Linked DNA regions of Sorghum bicolor: region 1 is linked to region 2. Evidence: chromatin contacts called from public HiCAR-type data. All regions are on one chromosome and are shown on one strand. The core of a region is the stretch at or near the end of the contact, and the rest is flanking DNA. Distances in the headings are between cores, read along the strand shown.

Region 1 (5,149 bases), core at 2,107-4,606, 160 kb after region 2:
ATCCAAAAAGTTTTCAAGATTACCTATCACATCGAATTTTGCGGCACATGCATGAAGCATTAAATATAGACGAAAATAAAAACTAACCACACAGTTTGCATGTAAATCGCGAGACGAATCTTTTGATCCTAGTTAGTTTATGATTGGACAATATTTGTCAAATAAAAACGAAAGTGCTACAGTAGTGAAATCTGAATTTTTTTTGAAACTAAACAAGGTCTGAGTTTTATTCACATTAAATAAGCTGCCACATAGTCATTTTGGATGACAGGTAAGAGAGAAGAAATGAATTTTATCTAGATGAAACTCTCTTTGCACGATTATCAACTCTGTGAGTCTTGAAATTAAATGTCTATAAAACTATGAATGAAACTCTCAGTGGGTGTTCTATCGACACCCTTAAAAACAAAACAACCTTATGAAACTGGTCTAAACGTTGCTGGGAGGCGCGAGGTTGCCTATTCACTGACCGTGGGTCCCACGTGAACTGAGCCCACAAGTTCGTCGTCTGCCGTTGCGTTCATAAAGCGTGCTCTGCTCCCCTCACCGTTCAAATTTCAAATTTCTTCTGCACGCTTTCCACCCACGAAGAGACGGTAGTATCGCAGGAGAGCCCGAGTCGGCCATGGCGAGGCCGAGAGCTACCACCACCGCAGCCTCCTCCAAGCCCAAGCCGAAGGCCAAGCCCAGGTCCAGGGCCAAGCCCAAGGTGGCGACGCCCAGCCCCGTCTCCCTGCTCTCCTCCGGCGTCTCCTCGCCTTCCGCGTGCCGCACGCCGTCCCCTGCCGCCGCCGCCGCCGCCGCCGATCTCAGCTTCCGCCTCTCGCCGTCGTCCCCGCCGGCGAAACCCGGGACCAGGAACTCTTCGCCCCTCGCCGCCCCCGCTGCCACGTCCACCATCGGAGACCTGAGGAGCCTCGCCGCGTCCCACCTCGAATCCCTCAAGCGCCGCCTCGACGCGCTCCACGGCGACTACGTCCGCGACCTCGAGGCCTTCCACTCTCGCATCTCCAAGCGCGTCAAGGTAGCTGGTCTCCGTTCCCTGCATCTGCATATCTCGCTCGCTCTCTCCTTTGGTTGCTTCGTCGAGTTCATCATGTGTGGATGTGTGATAGTGATGACTGATGCCATCTTCTCCCCGCGTGCCCTGCGCTCAGATGCAGTCCCACGGCTGCCTGCAGCTGGCGGAGGAAGCGGACAAGGAGCAGAAGAAGATGGCCGACAAGATCGCCGAGCATGCCGAGTTGGTGAAGGTACCCCCCGATCTCGTTCCCTTACGTTTGCCATCGCTATTCCATCATAGACGTAACTGACTCTGTTATTGCTGGTCGCTTGTGTTGACCTGAATTCTGAATTTTCTGGTGCTTTTCCGTGAATCGCAGACCTCGTACAAGAAGTTCGTGGCTGAGGTGCAGGCATCCACATCTCGTGGTACTTTTGCAGACGGAAACAACATATTTCTCTGAATTTCAGTTCAGTTCCATGTGTTTCTCTCTTCAACATGTTGTGTTCTAACTTTGGTGGTGTCGACCAGTGTGCAAGGTGACCGTCCCTGAGATGGCGAAGTCTGCGGAGAGGACTATTGATGGCTTGCGCAGTCGCTACAACATCTCCGCTACACCATCAGCTTAGCCAGCGATTCCGGTTGTGTTCATACCAACTGAGTAGGTAAAATCATTTATCCACATGTTGTTCACTGCCGTATATCTGATATTTCTAGTGACTGTTTATAGTGTCAAAAGGAGTAGTGCGTACATTTGATGGATGATGGGTACTGCTCTAGTGTTCTGGCCCTGCCTGGAGCTAGATCGTCCTGCTGGGGTGGTGGGGTAGTGTTGTGATGTCCTGGTACTATATTAGTGTTGTTCGTATGCTTCATTGACGAACCAATGTGGGTTACCACACTGCTCACTGCTGTACTTGTAGCTGGTTATACTGCTGGTTGACAACCATGCGCTCTGAGTTTGTATGTTGCGAAAAAAAACTTGGATACTGAATTTGCTTCACCGTCTTGATTTGCTTTTGAGAACATTGTTAGGAATTTTGATTTCGGAATAACCACTAGCCAGTTTGTCAAATAAGAGTTTCTGACTTCATTGGTGTGAATTTGGTCAAAAGAGAGGTGAGAGGAACTTGTCCATGTCAAGAGCTAGAATATTCTTGACTTTGACTTTTTTTGGGCAATGTCTTTTTTATTCAAAGTCCGAACTCCTATGATTTATTTTCATAAATCAGAACCATGTCATTTATTGGATGTAGCAATTGCACTTTCAACAATTCCAGCATGATAACACTGTAGGCAAATAACATATATGAAGGATCTGTTTTTTGCTTGGAAGAGGCACTATCATTTTTTGCTTGAAGGTGTCGTTATGGCATTATGCTAATGATGTTGGGATTTTTTTTGATATCGATGTTGTGTTGGTCAAATCAAGTTTTCAAACAAATGGGTTTGCCAGATATTCTTAGTTTTCTAAAAATACCCACCTTATTGGTCCTTCCTGCCAATTTTTATCAGAACTGATCAATAATTAAATGTTATAATGGCAGGCATTGTTACAGTTCCTTAGGACACTGATAGCCAGCTTCTCGTTTGATGTTTGATGTTTTTGTTACATGTAGTAGTCAATCCCTACCTGGCTGATGCTTGTTTGTTTATTCTTGACCAGGTGCCGTTATCCACATCAATTGAGGTTAGCTTGTTGAGTTCTTCGATCGGCTTCGCAGCAGGGACATGCACATAATACAACCGTTGCACGAGTACATGATATAGTTCTTTGCTACATCTTCATTTTTTCAGATATTCCGAAAAAATGAATAATAGTTACTCCGATTCCTGGAACCTGTTTTTTGCTTCGTTGCATTTCTTGTGCATCCCATACGTAAGATGCTACTGTCGATGTACCTTCCAGGATCAGAACATCTAAGATTTGAATCATGTCTGTTCTAGTAGTACATTAGCTATCTCCTGAAGCCTGAATGATCAGTTTGTGTATGTATGTCAATTCACAACCAAAACTTCAGCTCTTGGTTTGTTCTCCTGAAGCAGCAGGGGTAATTTCATTTCGTACCTGCCAGTTGATTTTCACTCAATTGATTTCGTAAGATGTTTTAGTTGCTATGTTTGAATGAGAAGTCTAAAGGCGCAGATTAGCCACGCAGTTTGGATACGGTTTTAATTCCCCGTCTTCTGCTATCACAATGCTTGGGTTGGTTTCGTCCGTCAGGTCAGGTGCTGCTACGATGCAGTGAACTGAACAGCGTCACAATGCGTGGATTGGGCCAAAATGAGTTGTATGGGCTGGGTCACTGGGCGGAGTGGAAATGGGTTTCAACCGCTACCGGGCCGGGCCGGGTTGGGTTCACTGCAAATGCGGGTTGGGCGCGGGTCGGACTGGGTTACCCTGGTCCCTGGGCACGTCGGGTCGCTGCTGTCCGCTTCCGGCTCCCGCAGAGAGGAAAAGGCCCCGCCGCCGCCGCCGTTCCCGCATGACGTCCGTCGATCCAGGTGCGCCACCTCTAGCTCCCCTTCCCCATCTTATCCTCCGCGTCATCCCCTTCCCCGCCGAAGTACTGCGCGCCCATCTCGTATTTCTCGGCCGCCGCCACCCTGGCCGCCGCCGGGAGTCGCTAGCGGCGGGGACCCGTGCTGGGGTTGCGCGGGTGCCATCCCCACCACCTTCTTGGCGCCGCATACCTTGTATTTTATTCCGTAATTAAGTGAGGATTTTTGGGGCGATCGATTTTTCGCTTTGCTCGATCTGTTTTACAATTTGTAGCCCAATTCTTTCTCCATTATTATGAAGACTGGCCCCAGTGCTGCTAGTCTCGCTTAGTATTTTACAATTTGGTATGTACATATCGGCTATGGGTGTCTACCGGTCTAGAGTATAGAGTACATATGATCCATTTTTTTTTTACATAAGTTTAAGCAGTAAGTTACAAGTTCGAAGGATTCTCTCTTTCTGGTACTTTGTTTTTGATAAATTAGCCAAGTTTAGTGAAATATAGTTCATTATGAACTCTGAAGCACAAACTCCAGGAAGTTAAACTGTAGTTTTCTTTCAGTTTCAGCGCTGGTAGTGTGGCATCTGCATTTCTGTTTTTTTTTTCTTGATCTGGTTCCACTACATTGCTATGAACAGCATGAGTGTGAGTATGAGTTACATGGAGTTGAATATCAGCCCATTGTTGGCGGGGTGTTTTATTTGAAAATACGTAGATCGATCAGATTTCTCACAAGTTTAGCCCCTTTTTAAACAGTGAGTGTCGGTGTAGTTTGTTTTATCTTTTGGCAAGAACATCTCTAATTTTTTGCCAAAAAGAAAACTTTGAAAGTGCTGCTGCCATCATTTTCCTGAAAATAAGCGCTGCAAACTTCAAATATCCCAAGCAGCCAAATGGCTTAACAATTTGGGCCATATGAGTGGTTGCGTGGATGGTGTTCTCTATATCCTGAGCGAAAACTCCCTCCAGAGCTCACTTGAGCCCAGATGATGAACTGAGCGGGATCCAGCAAGCTCACCCCCAACACCCGTCCAGCTCCAACCTAACCCTACCTAGATCCCACCTTTGCTGCTCGCTTCGATCCTCAAATCTCTACACCAGGTTCTGCGACTTCCCTTGACTGGTGTGGTGGCACGCTTGCATTCCTTTCTTCACAGATCCCTTGCTGTGTTGTGTTTTTAAACAAAATTGAATTGTGTCCACATTTTTTTTCAAATGACAGGTACAGATATGCATATCTGTATTGGTGTTACATGACAGTTGAATGGGCCTTTTACGGAAATAAATATTATCAACACTGAATTGCACAACAAGATGTCGGATGCTTGACTGAGAAATCATTTCTATATGGGGCTGTTTGGATACCTGTAATTGTATCTCATTCCATGAATGGTTATAGATTTTTTTTAACAAAGATGATTATAGCAATTAGATTCCACTAGAAATGGGTTACCTAGAATTTGATTCAATTCATTTTTTTTTGTTTTTTTGGACATGGAAACTTTTGCTTAGAATTAAATTCCATTTTTTGGCTGATTCTTAGAATTTTGTTAATTTGCGGTGGGTATCAAAAGCGCCAGGAAGTGGGAACCGAGTGTAGCATCTCAGTACAACCACAGTTTCCCACTACTGATTTTAAGTA
Region 2 (4,886 bases), core at 340-2,839:
GAAACGACGCGAGGAAAATTTAAAGAAATCGAGGTTGTCAAGGTGCGTGGTATATATATGTGTAAAAAAAAATGCAAAATCAAATACAACTCTAAATCTGCTGATGTAGGCTGAGATATATACATCGATATAATATGGTGGAGGAACCAGGATCCTAAATTCCAAATTAGAACTCTAGAAGAAGAACCAACAACGCATCAGATCGTAGTAGAGCTAGCTGAAGCCTGAAGGAAAAAGCCAAAACAAAACAAAACAAAAAACAACGCATCAGATCGTAGTGCAGCTAGCAGAGGAAGGGCGCTGAACTGCACATGCATGCCCTAGCTAATCGAACTCTCTAACCAATCAATCTAGTAGCTAATTAACACAGCAACGCGCCGCGCGCGGCGGCCGGCCTGCAGGCAGATCGATCAGCTACTAGCAGAGCTAGGGCACACTCACATCCTGGCGCTGCCGTCCGTCGTCGTCGCCGGCCCCGTCGCCGGCGCCGGCCGGGGAGATCCAGCCATCCGGTGATGCGGCAAGCCCAGAGTGCCTCACTGAGTCACTGGTCAGCTCGAAGGCTTCTACTGCAAGCTCCTCGCTTCTGTTGCAGGTATAATAAGAGCAACTCCAACCATTATGCAAATAGACTTGGCATTTACCGAAATGCATAAAACTCCAAAAAAAACCCCTCCAATCGTTATGCATTTGGACTTTGTATTTTACATAGCTATGCATTTGGAGGGGGAAACTTGGCATATATGCCAAAGGAGTCCGGCTATGCAAATAAAGATCACGGGATTCTCGGTTCCACCTCGCGGGCTTTTTTCTTCCCTTCGCGCGGTTTCCCTTCGCGCCACCACCACTTCGCGCGATAGGAGAAGCATCGCGCGTCCTCCTTCGCCAGCTTCGCGCGCGCGTTTGGACGAAGCAGCGCACAATAGGACGACGCAGCGCGCGATAGGACGAATCTACGACGCAACGGCTTGACTGATGGCGGCGACCTGCCTTGACGACGAACTGATGGCGGTGACCGGAAACTGATGGGGAACAGGACCTGATGGAGATCGAGCCAAGGGGCGAACCTGTACGACGACGAACTGATGGCCAACAGACGACGAACTGGTACGGTGAACGGGAACTAACGGAACGGGAGATCGGTACTGCGATCGGTACTGCGAACGAGAACGACGAACTGCGCAGCTCACGATCGGTACTGTGCGGCTGTTTGGCGCGGGATCGATTGGCCGCGCGGGAAGGAGTGCCGCGAAACAAAATTTCCTGAAAAAAAATATGATGGACTTGGCATTTTGCATAACGGTTGGAGATCACCCGATTTTAGCCTTGCCATTTTCATTTGGGGGTTTGCAATTTGCCTAAAATGCATAACTTCAAATGCATAATGGTTGGAGATGCTCTAAGCTCGCGACGCGAGAGTGCGGGAGCGGGTAACCTTCCAGTACAAGCCAACGCCATCCCGTGATCTGAACTTTGGGCCTGGGCTCAGAACGGATTTGGATCGGATGAAGCGCCACGGGAACGTGGAGGCCCATACGGCCCACAGCCCAGCAGCGCCGGCGATCCATCATCCCTCTCCAGAGTCTCGATCGGCTCCTCGGCTCTGGGTCGTCGGCGAGCCCGCACACGCGACGCGACCGCCGCAGCGATCCCGCCCCGCCCGTCGGCGCCGGCGGACCTAGACCGCCTCCGCTCCGCAGCTTCTCGCTCAGGCCTCAGCAACTCTCGCTGACCCAACCCCCGTAGCTCCAGCCATGGAAGCCGGCGGAGGCGGAGGCCAGCTCTTCTCCGTGGACCCCTTGGAGCGCCAGGCCGCGCGGGGCCACGGCGTCGTCACCTCCATGGCTGCCGGAAGCGACGTCATCGTCCTCGGCACCTCCCGCGGCTGGCTCGTCCGCCACGACTTCTCCTTTGAGGACGCCCACGGTAAAGTCTCCCCCCCACCCTCGCGCTTCCTCCCCTCCCCCTTTCTGCATCCCGGCATCGCCTCACCGCCCCGCATACTCTCACCTCCTGCAGATCTCGACCTCGGGAGCGGCCGCTCCGGCGACCACTCCGTGCACCGGGTGTTCCTGGACCCCGGCGGCAAGCACTGCGTCGCCACGGTGGTCCACCCGGGGGGCGTCGAGACGTACTACCACCACGCGAGGTGGCCGCGACCCAAGCCGCTCCCCCGCCTCCGGGGCCTCCTCGTCAATGCCGTCGCCTGGAACCGCCAGTCCATCACGGAAGGTGGTCCCCGATCCCCCCTCCTCTCGATTCAATCATCATCATCATCTATTGGATGATCGTCTGATTGTGGGTGCTGCAGCGTCGACCAAGGAGGTGATCCTGGGCACCGAGAGCGGCCAGATCTTCGAGATGGCCGTCGATGAGGCTGACAAGAGGGAGAAGTATGTCAAGCCGCTCTTCGAGCTCACTGAGCAAAGGGAGGGCATCAAGGACCTGCAGGTTTCAGATACTGTCGATTGCTGATGCTAAATACATTCTTCTGCTTTCACTTTAGTGGCCGTGATTGAGCAGTTGGTTGTGCAGATGGAGACTGCTGTGGTTGGAAATTCCACAAGATACTATGTCATGGCTGTCACTCCGACACGGCTCTACTCTTTTACTGGCATTGGTTCACTAGAAGTAAGTATTAATTCTCATGCATTTTGATTGGTATGTTGAGGGATTATCCTGGTTAAATTACTTGGGAAGGAGAGTTTGCTAGCTAGCTTGAGTCTTTGATGTCCTCGTCAGTGTCAGTGCTTATGTTCAAATGATGTGGTGCTTATGTTTTGACTTTGAATGCTTTATTTTTTGGAGAGCAACATCACACATTATACATTTTGTTTGAAAAGGGCTTTCCATTGTATTTTGTATTGAAATTTGTGATGTCTCTAATAACAACTATACTGCACAGACTGTTTTTGCTAGTTATTCCGATCGTGCCATACACTTCATGGAGCTCCCAGGAGAAATACCTAATAGGTAACCAATGTGATTTCTACAGTGCTCAAGAGTAGGAAGCTGCATTTATACACAGTATTTTTGTGTGTTTCTAACATATGTGCCCATTTGATGCCACCCAGTGAACTACATTTCTTTATCAAACAAAGAAGGGCTAAACACTTTGGATGGCTTTCTGGATCTGGAATTTATCATGGTGAACTGAATTTTGGGGCACAACACAGGTGAACCACTGAATTAACCTTATACTCTAGTACAAGTTGGCTAAGCCTTGGCTTGGCTCATTAGTCATGTAATCTACCCCTCCGTTCCCAAATGCAAAATATTCTTTTGGGAATACATGGTTATACTATTGAACTCTGACTACTAATGTGTAATAGCATCTTGCTTGCCATATATGTAGATTGCACATTGTTGAAATCTCAACACTTGTAATTAGCTTTGAACACTGATACTGCGATATGAGTTAGCTATCATCAGCTTCTATTTGGAGCAGGAGTACATCATATAAGATGGTACCAGTTTGATGTTTTGCTTATTCGACTCCAAAGATGCAGCAAATTTGAACTTCATAACCAAATGTTGCTACTTGAGCTTCTCTTTAGTAGTAGAGTTGTAGCTTACATTGAATAACATGTCTCTTTCCAAAAAAGAAGCTCTGTCACTCGCCTGGTTGCTAACGAATTTGAGTTGGCCAATGGAACTGCTTACATATATTTTGACAATAAACCTCATCTCAAGAAGCTATGCCAAATTAATTCTCAGACAGTTTGAAGAGTTTTTCTCATTAGGTCACCATATCTTTACAGTGCTACTTTTTTAGTGTAATAATCCATCACCAAAGCATTTAATTAAAGGAAACACAATCTACTTTTCTGGATTTTTCTGCACTTTGTTTTTCCTAAATAAATTTTGTTTTCCAGCTCTACTAGTGGAGATGAGAACTTTGTGGAGAATAAGGGTTTTTTTGACTATTCAAAATTGGGGGATTCCGGAATTAAACCAAGGTCATTTGCATTGTCTGAATTCCATTTTTTGCTTCTGATTGGGGACAAGATTAAGGTATAAGTTTCTCAAAAGTTTTATCTTTTCACCATTTCCCTGTAATTTGTTTTGCATTCTCACACTATGTTTTCTTTCCCACCATGGTCTGTATTTCTTTACAAAACCAATGCATAACCTGAAATTTTTAGGTAGTGAACAGAATAAGTCAGCAGATGGTGGAGGAACTTGTAGTTGATGATACACCTGAAACTTCAAGAGGAATAATTGGCCTCTGTAGTGATCCATCTACAGGACTTTTCTATGCATATGATGAAAGTTCTATATTCCAGGTTTGGGACTTTTGGGTTCTTGCTTTCAGTCATGTCATCACTTCTTGCTGATTTGAATAGCTAATGCTATCAGTTATTTAGGTTTCCACTTCAGATGAGGGTCGTGACATGTGGCAAGTTTACTTGGATATGAATCATTATGCTGCTGCTTTAGCCCATTGCCGTAACCCTTACCAGCGTGACCAAGTCTACCTAGTTCAGGTATTGTTCATATATCTTGATGCAGCGCCCAACACTCCAACTTTATGTAGTTTGCATAAGAACCCCACATGCTCATTTTGCTTCTATATTCCTCTTCTGTATGATGATAAGCTGGAGTTCTTATTTCGATATTATGATAATCATTGGTTAATGACTTCAGTTCTATGTAAATCTTTGTTTTGCAGGCTGATTCTGCATTTGCTGCAAAAGAGTATTACATAGCAGCATCCTTCTATGCAAAGGTGATACTCGTGCTGTTATTTGTGCCCTGTTGTAACATTTATTGTATTTATGTTGTTTTTTTGTATTGAGACTGCAAATTACATCATGTGCCCTGTGGTAACACTTTGCTTGGTTATAGATAAATTACATCCTGTCGTTTGAGGAGATCAGCCTGAA

The links. HiCAR-type assays count read pairs that join an accessible place to other places.
Region 1: a HiCAR-type map of leaf shows a contact between it and region 2, with 9 times the contacts expected there. The contact joins the promoter of LOC8070396 here to the promoter of LOC8080905 in region 2. A contact is called at or near these places in 2 of 4 Hi-C or Micro-C datasets (leaf and leaf mesophyll) and 1 of 1 datasets of contacts at active chromatin or transcription factors (leaf).

What each region holds. Positions count from the first base shown.
Region 1 is chr7:6,628,224-6,633,372 of Sorghum_bicolor_NCBIv3, forward strand. It overlaps LOC8070396 (zinc finger BED domain-containing protein RICESLEEPER 1), which reads left to right and starts at 3,357. Exons shown (of 5, transcript XM_021464980.1): 1 at 3,357-3,508. The coding sequence starts at 3,372. LOC8069689 reads left to right here and starts at 578. Exons shown (of 5, transcript XM_021464982.1): 1 at 578-1,024; 2 at 1,158-1,253; 3 at 1,383-1,431; 4 at 1,535-1,664; 5 at 2,670-3,088. The coding sequence starts at 626. The coding sequence ends at 1,632.
Region 2 is chr7:6,467,614-6,472,499 of Sorghum_bicolor_NCBIv3, forward strand. It overlaps LOC8080905 (vacuolar protein sorting-associated protein 18 homolog), which reads left to right and starts at 1,590. Exons shown (of 23, transcript XM_002443903.2): 1 at 1,590-1,926; 2 at 2,020-2,232; 3 at 2,312-2,451; 4 at 2,536-2,631; 5 at 2,906-2,973; 6 at 3,075-3,176; 7 at 3,876-4,014; 8 at 4,146-4,286; 9 at 4,368-4,487; 10 at 4,673-4,729; 11 at 4,849-4,886. The coding sequence starts at 1,755. LOC8069680 (double-strand break repair protein MRE11) reads right to left here and starts at 509. Exons shown (of 22, transcript XM_021465549.1): 1 at 442-509. The coding sequence starts at 509.